3 separate regions of the Sus scrofa genome follow, and all the other regions are linked to region 3. Evidence: chromatin contacts called from public HiChIP or PLAC-seq and promoter capture Hi-C data. All regions are on one chromosome and are shown on one strand. Each heading gives the region's core, a stretch centred on a gene start, on an enhancer-like site or on the middle of the called end of the contact. The rest is flanking DNA. Distances are from core to core; before and after follow the strand shown.

What was found. Promoter capture Hi-C pulls out the DNA fragments that hold promoters and counts their contacts. HiChIP or PLAC-seq counts read pairs in DNA pulled down with a chosen protein or histone mark.
Region 1: a promoter capture Hi-C map of liver shows a contact between it and region 3, with 3 times the contacts expected there. The contact joins the promoter of YTHDF3 here to the promoter of RAB2A in region 3. A contact is called at or near these places in 1 of 5 promoter capture datasets (liver) and 1 of 2 datasets of contacts at active chromatin or transcription factors (alveolar macrophages).
Region 2: an H3K27ac HiChIP or PLAC-seq map of alveolar macrophages shows a contact between it and region 3. The contact joins the promoter of SDCBP here to the promoter of RAB2A in region 3. A contact is called at or near these places in 1 of 5 promoter capture datasets (liver) and 1 of 2 datasets of contacts at active chromatin or transcription factors (alveolar macrophages).

Annotation. Positions count from the first base shown.
Region 1 is chr4:70,925,997-70,930,464 of Sscrofa11.1, reverse strand. It overlaps YTHDF3 (YTH domain-containing family protein 3), which reads left to right and starts at 1,626. Exons shown (of 5, transcript XM_021089306.1): 1 at 1,626-2,006; 2 at 2,497-2,521. The coding sequence starts at 1,983.
Region 2 is chr4:74,326,180-74,330,232 of Sscrofa11.1, reverse strand. It overlaps SDCBP (syndecan binding protein), which reads left to right and starts at 1,676. Exons shown (of 9, transcript NM_001244414.2): 1 at 1,676-1,735.
Region 3 is chr4:72,880,252-72,884,470 of Sscrofa11.1, reverse strand. It overlaps RAB2A (ras-related protein Rab-2A), which reads left to right and starts at 2,288. Exons shown (of 8, transcript XM_001926704.6): 1 at 2,288-2,676. The coding sequence starts at 2,631.

The sequences.
Region 1 (4,468 bases), core at 377-2,876, 2.0 Mb after region 3:
GAGGATTTTAATGATTTTTACAGTACCTGACATATGATGACTAAATGTAGGCTTCTACTACCATTCTGGAAATCATTCAGCAAAGGAACCAGAAATTGGCTTTGTATGGCCACTTCTGTTGAAAGCTTACACTTTGCCAGGAATTGTACATATATGATCTTACTTTAGTCATGAGAAAACTAAGGCTTAAAAAGGTTCAGTGACTTCCCAAAGTTACACAACTACTGCAGCAAATTAGATTGGATTGGATTCCAGAGCCATGCTTTTTAACTAAGATAATTGAGTACCAAAGACAAGACCTGTAAGATTTCATAAGAGTCTTCCTCTATGCCCCCAATCTTCCTACTCATACATGTATTATAGCAGCCAACTCTCAAACTAAAAAGATCTGGGAGTTCCCGTGTGGCATAAAGGGATTAGCATCATCTTGGGAGGGCTGGGACGTAGGTTTGAATCCTGGCCCAGCCCAGTGGGCTAAGGGTCTGGCACTGCCACAGCTGTGGTCAAAACTGTGGCTGAGACCTGATCCCTGGCCTAGGAACTCCATATGTCACAAGGGGGCCAAAGAGGAAAAAAAAGGTCTGTTCCGAGTGGAGGATGGGCAGACGAAAGAGATCAAGTGCAACAGCTGAAGGGGGGTGGGGGAGTTCTGGGAAATTGCAAAAGCTGTCAGCCTTAGCTAAGACTCAGGCAGAGGCCCTGGGATGTGTGGCAAAATGGGAGAGCCTGGGAAAATGAGCAGGCCTGAAAAAGAAATGCCTCTTGAAACAGTGGACACGATTCACTTTTATTATTCAGTGCTGCTAAAATACTGTTGCATTGTTAAATACAAAATCCTATAACTTAGCAATTTTACACTTTCTGATGTCACTTCAACAAAAAGTTCAAAATGTTCCAAATCGGTTCCTTCAGTTTTGCCAGTTGCAGAAAAATAACTTTCCCGTTTCTACTTAAATTTTAAACGTCTCTCCTTTCTAGGACTGAAAAACGGCCTGCAACTTTGCTTACCTTTCCAAAGGTAACTTTATTCTTTCATTAAAGTCAGCATCAGGGGAGGACCAAGTCTGACTTCGAGGTTACCGATGAATTGTCAGTTATCCCCTCTCCTGCTCCTGGAGTATGGAGAGAACGAACACTTGCCGGCGAACCTCCAAGGTGCTTTTAAGTGTCGATGCCCAGGGCTCTAACCCTAGCCACTTTCGCTGCCCAGGTAGGCTAGCGGTCCGCCCGGCAGCTGTCCCTAGGGCGGCTGACTCATGCCGCCGCCCACGCGGCTTTGGGAGGCCTCGGGAGGCTGCGGTGCAGGCCCGGCCACTTATGTTCGCTCACCTGGGCGGCTGCGCCTGAGGCTGCAGCGTTTTGAGCGGCCAACGTTGACTCCGCCGCCGGCTCGACAGCCCAGGCCCACGTCCTACTTCAAAAGGACGGACTCCGGAGCGTGCCCGGGTGCCCGAGGCCGCCGGTCGACGGGGCGCCTGCAGCCTGCGAGCCGTGCAGAAGAAAGGTCCGGCAGAACCGCTGGAGGTGGGCGCTCTCCGCTGCCCCGACGCGCTCCCTCCGCGGCGCTTGCACACCAGCGCGCGGGGCCGGCGCCAATGACGTGGCGATGGGGAGGCGGAGCCAAGGTTGGTGGCGGGAGGGTGGGGGAGGAAGAGCGAGGTGAGCGCGGACGTCAGAGTGGAGAGCGGAAGGTCAGGGAGGCTCGGAGCGGAAGTGAGACTAGGGAGCCTGTCCGCCATTGTGGACCCGAGAAGCGGAGAGCGAGGGGGAAGAGGAGCGTGCAGGCGGAAGAGACGGGCCCCTTCCACCGACTCCCGAGCGCGAGGCCCTCTTTCTGGCTTCTCAGCGAGCGCCAGCGGCGGCGGCGGCTGGAAGGGTCACTCGGCCGAGGGCGGCAGCCAACTGCTGTGAGTGCACGGGGAGAGGCCCAGGCGGCGGCGGCGGCGGCGGTAGCAGCAGCAGCTCTCGGGTTGCGGTGAAGAATGTCAGCCACTAGCGTGGATCAGGTGAGGGAGCAGAGGCCGCAGGCTCGGCGAAGGCCCGAGCCCCGGAGCTCCACCCTCGCGTGGGGCTTCGGCTCCTCCCCGTCGCCGCCGCTGCCGGCCCCTAACGGTGCCCGGGCGCAAGTTGCTGCGGTCCCGCCGCCCGGGCCGGGGCGTGCGCCCTGGCCCCGGAGCCTGCGGCCCAGGCGGGCGGCCGCGGGGCCGCGCTGGGTGGGGGCAGAACCGCTTTCCGGGGCCTTAGGACGCGTCCTGAGGGCGGCAGACGCGGGGCTGAGACCAGGCGAGCTCTGGGAGACGGATTCTGAGAGGCGGGTAGGAGGTTTAACGACCGGGATGGTTGGGAAATGGGTGGCTATGGAGGATGTGGTGGGTTTTACTCCTACGCGGATTGTTTAAAATAACTGACTCTGATAACGTCTTTGATTAACACATTTTCCCTCTCTTCCTTTTTTCCCCCCCTTCTCATTACCACACCTTTCATCTTGCTACACAGAGACCTAAAGGGCAAGGAAATAAAGGTGAGTTCAGATATATTTTATCTTATTTCTCATCGTTGGTTTAATGGTACTTTTAAACTACGTGAAGGGCTTTTTGTTTGTTTTTGCTCCTTCCCCTCTTCCTCCCCAACGTAGGCTAAGGCAGCCAAATGCTCTCCGAAAGTTTGGTAGCTCCTTTCTTGGAAGCCACTTTTATAGAAACCAGAGTGATACCAGAAACAGTTTTATTAGTTGTATTTCACTTAAGAAAGTATTGTTATGCATGTAGTGGTATTTCTTCATTTTTACAGTTTGTATTATGTAACTTCTGCCAAAATTCTGCAAATGTTTGTAGATCAGTGGACATTTTCTTCAACACATCTGGGTTACACTGTAACATGCAGCCCGCATACTAGACTATGTGGCATTAGTGAAAAATTGTACTGTTAATCGCTGGTTCTATTGAAGTCAGTCACATTGAGGCAGTAACCAGTTAGAGATTAAAATTGAAGAGGCATGTTATCTTGCCCTGTAGACCTGCAAGGTTTGACCAGTCAATACGGTATTTTAGAAAGGACTGGGAAGGAAATAATTTGTGAGGTCCCTGCCAGGATTCTATGATTTACTCTTTATTTAGAAGACAAGTACTATTGAAAGTCAAGCATTTAAAAAAAAAATGAGTATTTTGTACTTATTAGTATGGAACAATACAGTCAGCTGACTGGAACTGACATTAATCATGTGACATTAGTAAGTATAGAACAGTAACTGTTTTCTTGGAACAGTGCCAATTAACGAACATTACAGTGAATTATATATTGATTACATTTTGTATTAGGGCTAGAAATTAGACTAAATAGGATTATGCTTCCTGTTTTTTATTTCTGTAGCACAATATTATCTACAAAATGGGACTTACAGTAGTTTTTTAGATAAAGTTCAATGTCTTTATTGGTGTTCTTTATATTCTTAGGGGTTTTATTAGCTTTTGCAAGTTTGAAAGGAATGAGTTCTGTATACACAGCTCAGTTAATTTTCTTTGAGTTGTACAATCTTGAGAATTTTTACATGCTAGATAGATGGCACTGTATTAGGTAACAAATTCATTGCTTTGGTTAAAGATGTATATGGACATAGAAACTTTAACTTTTAGGGTTTAATTTTAATTTTAGAATTATTTCCTGTGTTAGCATAAATTTAAATTTGATGTTGTTGATTTATTTTAAGAGAGTTTTTAAAAGTTTATTTGTAAATTTAAGAAGAATGATCCATTAGTTTCTTTTTTGCTAGTCTGCCCATTAGGAAGTGTATAGATAGACTTGGACATACGTAAAATCTGTGGTCATTATTGCCTAGCATAAATTATTTTATCCTAGATCTGTGGGGAGGTGGCACTTTGCAAGGCTATTTGAAATGCTAAGTGTTTTGTGTTACCTGCTTTAAGGTAAGTATGCAAGTTCTATGAAGTACTTGTTTGACAAAATAAAAACATCTGTTGTAAGGCATTACTATATTATTATAAGATTGATATATGATAGTCATTTCAGTAGGTATGTCCTCATGACATTTTTGATAAAGATGTAAATTTTCTATGCATAATAATGTCGCATGTTGACTATGAATATTTTTTGGCTATTAAAGTTTTTTAATCCATCAGTACCACCTCTCTTAGATGTATTCAGACAAAGTATTTATTTGGATAATCGTTTATTCCAAGAAATTCTCTTTACTCCCATACTATTCAGTTCATAATTTCATCCTTGAATAGAAGGATGGACTAGGATCCCTGCGAGACCTGTGTTCTATAACTACTGACTTCCCAAGTGAGCTTGAACACTTTGTACCTTTAGGTCAGAATTTCCCCTCTCTTTATAAAGTAAAAGTAATCATTCTGGCCATAAATCCTGTTTTCTGTTCTGTGAATTTTGTAATTAACAGTAGTCCACTGCTCTACTAGCCATTATATTTGCTGCCTCTCTTCATCTGTTG
Region 2 (4,053 bases), core at 427-2,926, 1.4 Mb before region 3:
TCTTCCATTTTGTGTTGGCTCTCTGAGCCTTTTGTATTCTGTAAAAACTTTTTAGTCAGTTTGTTAGGATTCAAAAATAATTTGCTGGGATTTCGACTGAGATTGTGCCAAATGTATCAAATTGGGAAAAACTGATATAAGACAATAATGTGTCTTCCTATCCAAGAACATGGGCTATCATTACATTTATTAGTATAATACTATGGTTTCTTTCATTAGAATGTTTATACTTATCCTCACATAGATTTTGTGCATTTTTTGTCAGTTATACCTAATTATTTTATTCCATTTTTTGGTGCCAGTATGAGTGATATTGTGCCTTTAATTTCAAATTCTAATTGTTTACTACTGTTATATAAGAAAACAATTGGCTCATATGTTAAACTTGAATTCTGCTACCTTGCTATAACCACTTTTTTTTTTTTTGGCCAATTCTTTGGGACTTTCTATATAACCCATGCCACCTGTGAACAAAACTAGTTTTATTTCTTCCTTCCCAATCCAATTAAATATCTATTTTATCACCTAGACCTCAGACTCTGAGGGCACAGTCTACATATTACATACTTGTCACCTCTTTTATGCTCAGACTTTTACTAGTTTTGCCCCAGATTAGGTTATTGTGTACTAAATAATTTAGCTAGAAATAAAATGCTTCTAAGGTAATAAATGCTATTTTGTCAAGTGCTCTGTTACTCCATGGTAAGTATGGAAAATTTAGGTAAAGTGTGCCTCAGTGTCTTCACAAGCTAAAGATGTTGCCTCAGTGTTCTGTTTTGCCTCAGCTGGTTAAGGACCCAGCCTTGTCTCTGAGGATGCAGGTTTGATCCCTGGCCTCGCTCAGTGGGTTAAGGATCCAGCAGTTGCTGCAAGCTGTAGGTCACAGGTGAGCCTTGAAACCGGTGTTGCCCTGGTTGTGGTGCAGGCCTGCAGCTGCAGCTGTGATCCTACCTCTGGCCTGGGGAAGTTCACAAGCCAGTACCTGCAGTTGTTAAAAAAAAAAAAAAACCAAACAAACCAAACACAGCAAGAATATCTCAGATAGACGTAAGGATCAAATAAGACTACTGTATACATCAAGTTCTTAGGACATCTTCTGGAACATAGCCCTTAAGAAACAGTTTTTCACTTTTTGTGTTAGGACACAGCTATTGTGCACTACCTCACATAACCCTCAACAACCCGTGAACTTTAGCTCAGACGGGCAGAGGGTAAAAAAAGTCAAACAAGTTGTAACACAAAGAGGGCAGGGGTTGGGAAGGGTTAGAGAGAGGAAGGCTTCAGAGCCTGTAGGTAGAGCGGTCAACCGAGAGGGTGGTGATGAATATGACCACGGTGGTAGAAGTCCAAGGCTGGCCAAGAAATCGCCAAAGGCTAGGGTTTCGGGGCTCCCTGTGTTCGAGGTGATGGGAACCATCATGAATGAGGCAGACGAAGAGTGGCGTCGCTGGTCACGAAGTGCCCAGAGAGGGGAGCAGGTTGGCTGGGGGAAGGGGGGGCTCTACATCCCCAATCTCTGCAATAGTGGGGGCCGCTGAGCCGCCCGCGCCCTGTTACCCTGGCGACGGGGTCACCTGACAGAGCGTTGCGCGCCTGCGCAAGCGGAAGGGGGGAGCGGCGCGGTGACGCGCCTCACAGGCGGTCCTCGGGCGCGCGCCGCCTTCCTCGCTCCGGGTCTCGGAAGTCCGAGTCAGTGACCGGAGGCGGCGGCGGCGATCAGGTACCTACGGCCGGGGTGAGCACCAGGGGGAAAGAGGGGCGCACCCTCGGCGTCCCGGGCTCGGGGACGGAACCGGAGGGGCAGAGTCCCCGGGCCGCTTAGTGGAGGGGCGTCTCGGCGCAGCTACTCGCGTCGACGGCGACGCCCTGTCGTCGGTGGTCTCCGCGCCCCTCCCGGCGCCCGCGGCCCGGGGCGAAAGTTTGCGCGAGCGGCTCCCTTGGCTGCCGGCGACCCTGCGGACTGGGGGCCGGGGCCAGGACGGAGCCCGTGGTCGGCCCGCAGCCCCCCACCCGCGGCCGCCTCGACTCTTTTTGTTCCTCCCGGAGGCGGCCCGGGCGGTGAGGGGACAGCGGCGGCTCCGGTCTCCGGGTCGTCCGGGCGCCGCGTCCCCGGGCTCTTTCTCGGCGACCTCACCGCAGCGTCCTGTCTGGCGGGAGGTAGGAGGCGTCCTCTTGGGGTGAAGCCTTGACTTTGTGTGGGGGGGGGGTGGGGGTGGGGAGGCTGCTCGGGGCCGGGTTTCTGGACAAGCTGGAGGAAGGAGCCGCGGTTCCCGCTCCGCGGCTGCGAAGGAAACGTCCCTTGAGGGCTCGTGACTCAAAGCTTTCGTTTCAGGATTTCCTTGTAATGATGTGAGAGCAGAGCCCAAAGGATATGGAAAGTTTGCCTTTATCACCAAAATGGATTGAGTCATGGAGCCTTATAATGTGCCAACTTCTAAAAAGAAGTGTCTAGCTTTATCTAGTCTGTATGTAGTGTCTGCATAACTTGTGTACTGTTGTTTTTTCCACCATACACAGCTCTTAGTATATGTAGTTCACCAAACTCATAACACCCAGTTGTTTCAAAGGAAATAATTGGTTAAAAAAAGGAAATTATGTGGTAAAACAATCGCAGGCTGGTAATTTCTATCTCAACTATATATGTGATTACTTTAAAATTTGTCCATTCTGTAATTTTTAAAAATCTGAGGTTGAGGACAAACAGTAAGAATGTTTTGTTTTTCCCATTTTCCCTGTGGCCACCGTACTTTATAAACTTTAAATGGCGAGTAAATATTACGGATCATGTGGTTTTTGCTGCGAAATAAAAATAAGGAAATGCCTTTTAATAGGTTCAGGAAATAGTCATTCCGTTACAGTCTCTATTTAACTTTGGCAACAGTAATTTTTGCGATTGGGCGGTAGAAGAAGAATGTAAAAATCATGAGGAAGAACTTACCTGTGGTTGGCAATAAACCTGCTGTTGAAGAGAATAGTTCCTAAATGAACATGACTCACCTGTTGTTTTTCCTGTTTCTGCTGGATTTAGGTTCTTTCTTTTTTAGGTAGTAAATGCCAAGAGTTTCGTAAAAGATAGATTCTCCCAAACAACACCTGTTAACATTTAGTAATAGTTATCTTCGCATTTATTAATTTCTTTGCAAATGCCACCAACATTTTTTTGTCCATTTATTTAGTTTCCGAAGAGGTAACCAGTTAAATGGCTCAACATTGAATCAAAGAGTGGTATAAAGTGTCTCCCCCCAGCCCCTGTCAAGCACTGCTGTTCTTGATATCTTTATGATTTTGACTACTAAGGATCTCATAAGTGGAATCAGTTTTTGTCTTTTATGTGAGTGGCTTATTTCACTTAGCATAATGTCCTCAAGTTCACCCATGTAGTTGTGTGTTGCAGAATTTCCTTCCGTTTTAAGGCAACAAAATTACATTTCCGTGTGTGTGTATTCCACATTTTGCTTATCCATTCGTTTGTTGGTGGAAATTTGGGTTGCCTCCACGTTTGAGTTATCTCTGTGAATAATGCTGCTCTGAACACAGATATAAAAATCTCTCTTCAGATGCAGATTTCAGTTTTGGGGGGAGTATACCCAGAAATGGAATTGCTAGATATATATATAGAATTCTATTTTCAATTTTTTAGGGGAACTGCCACACTTTTTTTTTTATGGCCCCTGTGCCATTTTGTATTTCCACCAACAGTGAATAAGGGTTCAGATTTTTCCACGTGTCACCAACACTTTTTTTTGATAGTTGTCACTCTCGTGGGTGTGAGAGTTGGTATCTCATGGTTTTGATTGGCATTTCCATAATGATTAGTGATTTGAGCATCTTTTCGTGTGCTTGTTGGCTGTTCTATATTCTTTGGAGAAATGTCAAGTTAGGATCTTTGCTGATTTTATGTTTTTAATTTTTATTTTTTGTTTTAGGAGTTCTCTAAATGTTCTGGGTATTAATCTCTTACATCTGATTTGCAAATTTTTTTTCCCCATTCCATGGATTGTCTTTTTACTCTATTAGTATTTTTTTGTTTGTTTGTTTAAGGGCCGCACCTGT
Region 3 (4,219 bases), core at 1,039-3,538:
GGAACCGAGGCTCATGGAGGGACTTGAAAATCCAGTCCTTGCTCTTTTCAAAACTGCTGATCATTACAATTCTTGTGCACTAAGTAATGCCTTTCAGTTCTGTGTAAGAACAATATACACTTGACTCCTGTAGCCCTGATCTGCTTTACAGGTGCTTTCAATCTGGAGGTGGAAAGACTTAAAATTAAAGGACTTTAGATCTGGGACAGACCCTTCTGGTAACACTTAACTCCTTGGCTTTACATGAGTGCATCTCAGCTCTAAGAGGCCAAACATTTGTCACAATGATCCAATCAGTTTGTGGTAAGACCAAGGTCAAAAGCAGATTTCCTAAATTCTTTTCTTGGCACCGCATGGCCTCTGTAGCTCCATACATATCCATTTCTATGATTTTTTTTAACATGTGCAATTCTGACCTTTCTCTTCACAGTTTCTCATGTGTTCCCTGGGTAAAGTTCTGCGCGCATACTGACACAGCTACAGGGCCTCGCATGACCTGGCATCAGGGACGACCCCCACTGCTCACCTCTGCTAACAATATAGAAATAGATCTGATTGTAAGGATGCTAGGCTTTCACATAACATCCTCATAGAGATGCCTTGCTCAGGCTATGGGTAGAGGACATACCTCTGAGAATAATATGGAACTGAGTTTCTTCTGGAAGGTGGGGACTTTCTGGACATCTATCACTAGGAAAGACGTGAGGGAAAGCACTCGGAGAGGAGGGACAAAATGGCCTTTGGAACATTGGAGGTCTTGAGCAGGAACCTCTTCTCTCCCAAACTAAAGATGAGTGAGCCAGATGATACAATTCCAGGTAATTTCTCATGTCAAGCTTTCGTCTGCTATCTGAAAATCCCCTCCAAACACTTAAAAAAATAAAAACACAAAAGCCTGAGTTGACATTTGGAAACGCCATTCAAATTATGCAGCAACCAACCACTGCCAGACCAGCACAGAGGGGTCGGTAGAATGACAGATTCCAAAAGGGAAAGGAAAATATTGGGCAACAGGAATCTGAGCCACTAAATCCCAGTCCCTTCTGTCCTAGCACTGACTCTCCTTCCACTGCCAACAGCAGAGGCCATGGGTTAGCAGATGCACTTCCTTGTGCAATCTGAAATTCCCTTAACAGATCCAGGAACTTTGCACATGGTTCCTTGTGACTTGACTTCATTTCTCATCCCCTACTTTTTGTCCTTTTGACAAACACTTACTCATCCTTCATATTTCTGGTTCAGACATCCTATTCTCTTGGTAACCTATCCTGACACTTAAAACTAACTCTGTCCTCCACCTCATTCCCAAATCAGTGCTCCTTTTGAACAGGGTCTGCCTTTAGTTCTAGTGCCTAGCAGTGCAGGAAAGAGTACGTACTCAGTGTTATTGGAATGAACAAATAAGTTACTTTGTTTTTTCCCTTTTAAGGCATTTTTCAACAGATAATTCATAAATACTGCAAAAATTTCAAACTGCACTCAAAACATCAGTGGAAAGTAGATCTTTCCTCCAATTCCATACCCCCCCACCTTCCCGTGGTGCCAGTAGTATCCTTTCCGATTAAGTACATATGGGTATTTTAAGTGCAGCTCTTATTTTTCTACAAAACAGTAAAAAAATTATTTATATTGCTATAAAAAATGTTGCTTATAAATGTACAATATATATTCTGTCACTTATACATATTAGACAACTGTATATTGATAATACTTATAACATAAATAATGCATAAAACATAAATATATAAGTCCTATGCCTTGTTCTTAAGTCAGGCTTTTTCTAAAAAAACTAAGACAGCGTAGTATTCCACCACAGGGGCATACCATGGTTCACCGCACATTCCCCGATTTACGGTTTCAAATTTACAAATACTTCCATTTTCACTGTCAAAGTCCTGTCCAGCAGCGCATAAATACTTTCGCCCTCCAACCCCGCCCCGAGCGGCCGGATCCTTTCCTAACATCTCTCACCAGCCCGGGGCAGGCCCTGCGCCTAACGCGACAGCCCGCTTCCCACCACGTGCCCTGCGTCCCCACCGCAGGGCGGAAGAACGCGGCACCGCGCGCGCCGCAGCGACGGAGCCGCACGTCCCCTCCCCTCCCCCAGCGTCTCCCAGCCGCCGCGGTCTCCCGTTCAAAAGTGCCGGAGAACGACAAACGCCCGGCCTCGCCCGGCTCGGGGCGGACGGGGCGGTCGGGCGCGGCAAGCGCGGCCCTGGGCGGGGCTCCGGGGGGGCGGGGCTCCGGCCGGCGGGGCGGGGTGCGGCCGGCGTGCGGTGCTCCTCCCCTTTCCCCCGGCGGCGCCGGCGGCTGCAGCACTTCCGGGTCGGCGCGGAGGCGGGGCGGAGGCGCCGCGAAGGCTGTTATTGTTCGACTGAGCTGGGCCGGGCGCTGTCTCCCTGGTCTCCGTGGGTATCGGTTTGTCGCGCTTCAGCTCGGCCCCTCTCGCCTGTCGGTTCGTCCCGCTTCCTCTCGGCACCTCGCTCCCCACGGCTGACGGCGACGGCGGCGGCTGCGGCGGGCGGGGCCTGGCGTTTCAAGGCCGAGCGGCGCCGGGGTGAGGGGCGCGGAGGAGGAGGAGCAGTAGCAGGAGGAGGAGCCGTGTGCCCTGGCACCAAGCGGCCGCGGCCATGGCGTACGCCTATCTCTTCAAGTACATCATCATCGGCGACACAGGTGAGGCCCCGGGCGCATCCGGGCGGGTGGCGGCGGCCTCCGGGCCGGGGCTCAGGGGCAAACGACGTCTGGCCGCGGCGCGGGCGCCGACGCGGCCGGGCGCCTCCCCGCCGGCCGCGCAGCTCCATTTCCGCAGTGCTGGAGCTGGTGACGTGGGCACTGCGAGCGGCCGCGGCCTGGCCGGGCCTGGCCCGCAGACCCCCAGCCCGGCCGGCCCTGCGCACCTGGGGACCGCAGCAGCCGTTTCGACGCGCGGCCTACGGAGTGTATGACAGGAGGGCCGACCTAGTCCGGGGCCGCCAGAGCCTGACTCAGATGATTACACTCCCTGGCCAAGGCCCCTCACCTTGGGCCTCTCCGCCGCCTTCGAGAAAGGGAAAGGGGGCAGAGGAGAGCAGAAGGTGATGATGGGAGGAGGGTCTTGGGTTTCCTGACCCGTCCCACCTTCCACCACGCATTTGCCCAGGCCTGGGCAATGCGCTCCCTGGTATGGGAAAGCCAGCTGAGAGAGAGACGGGAGCCTTAAAAAACAATTATATATATATGTATGTATGTGTGTATTCTTATTCCTATCAACGCGTAAATCAGGATAAGTCACATTCCATTACTTGACACCTGGGGGATCCCTTTCGAGGTCATTAAAGCGTGAAAGAGTTCTGTCGACTTTTGCCGTGTGTGAACTAGGATTATTTGATAGTAATGCAAGGTCGTTCATTGCCCTGGGTGTTTGCTAATGAGCGTGTGTCGGTGTATCTGCTGGGGACACAGATTTTTTTTCTGATACCTCAGATCCAGGCTCACAACTGCCAGTGTTCAGGTGACCTGATGTCCATTTAAAGCAGAAAGAATTCAGTTATTCTCACTTAAAATAACATCCCAATGCATTTCACGATAAAGTAATAAAAATCATTGAAAATATATTTTTAATATCTGTGATTTCTGGCATTGCTTTTCATCTAATAATAAAACTAAGACTTGTTCAGGTATTATAACTATTAATATACCAGGGTCTGATTTCAGTGATGACTCTTGCACAACTTTGGAACCTTTGCACAACTTTGGAAATGTAAGCAGCAGCCTGTGGTTGCACTAGTGATAGGGCAGATTGAATAAGTAACACAAGAATCATTCTTCCTAAAAGGAAAGCTTTTATGCTGTAAATATAGTTTTTCAGCAAGGTTTTTTGGTGTGTGTGTGTGTGTGTGTGTGGAAACAGGATGGTTTTCTGCGTAAAGTCCTGTGTTTTGCACATGTTCAGTAGCAAATTTATATACTTGTAAAAATGCTGAGCCTACTTGAAGAAGGACCAGGCGTTCTAAAGCCCACTGGCTAATTTTGATTTAGTCTGTAAAATTAAGATTGGAAGAGGGAATTCACCTTAACTACAATGTGAATGGGTTCAAGAAGTAGAGAGAAGAGCGATTATGGAAATTTAGCAATAGTGACAATTCAAATTAGGCTTCGCAGGTTGCCTTCTTTCAACTTTCTTACTGAGCATCAACTGTACGTAAAGTATTCGGCTGGAAGTAGTGGGACTACAAAT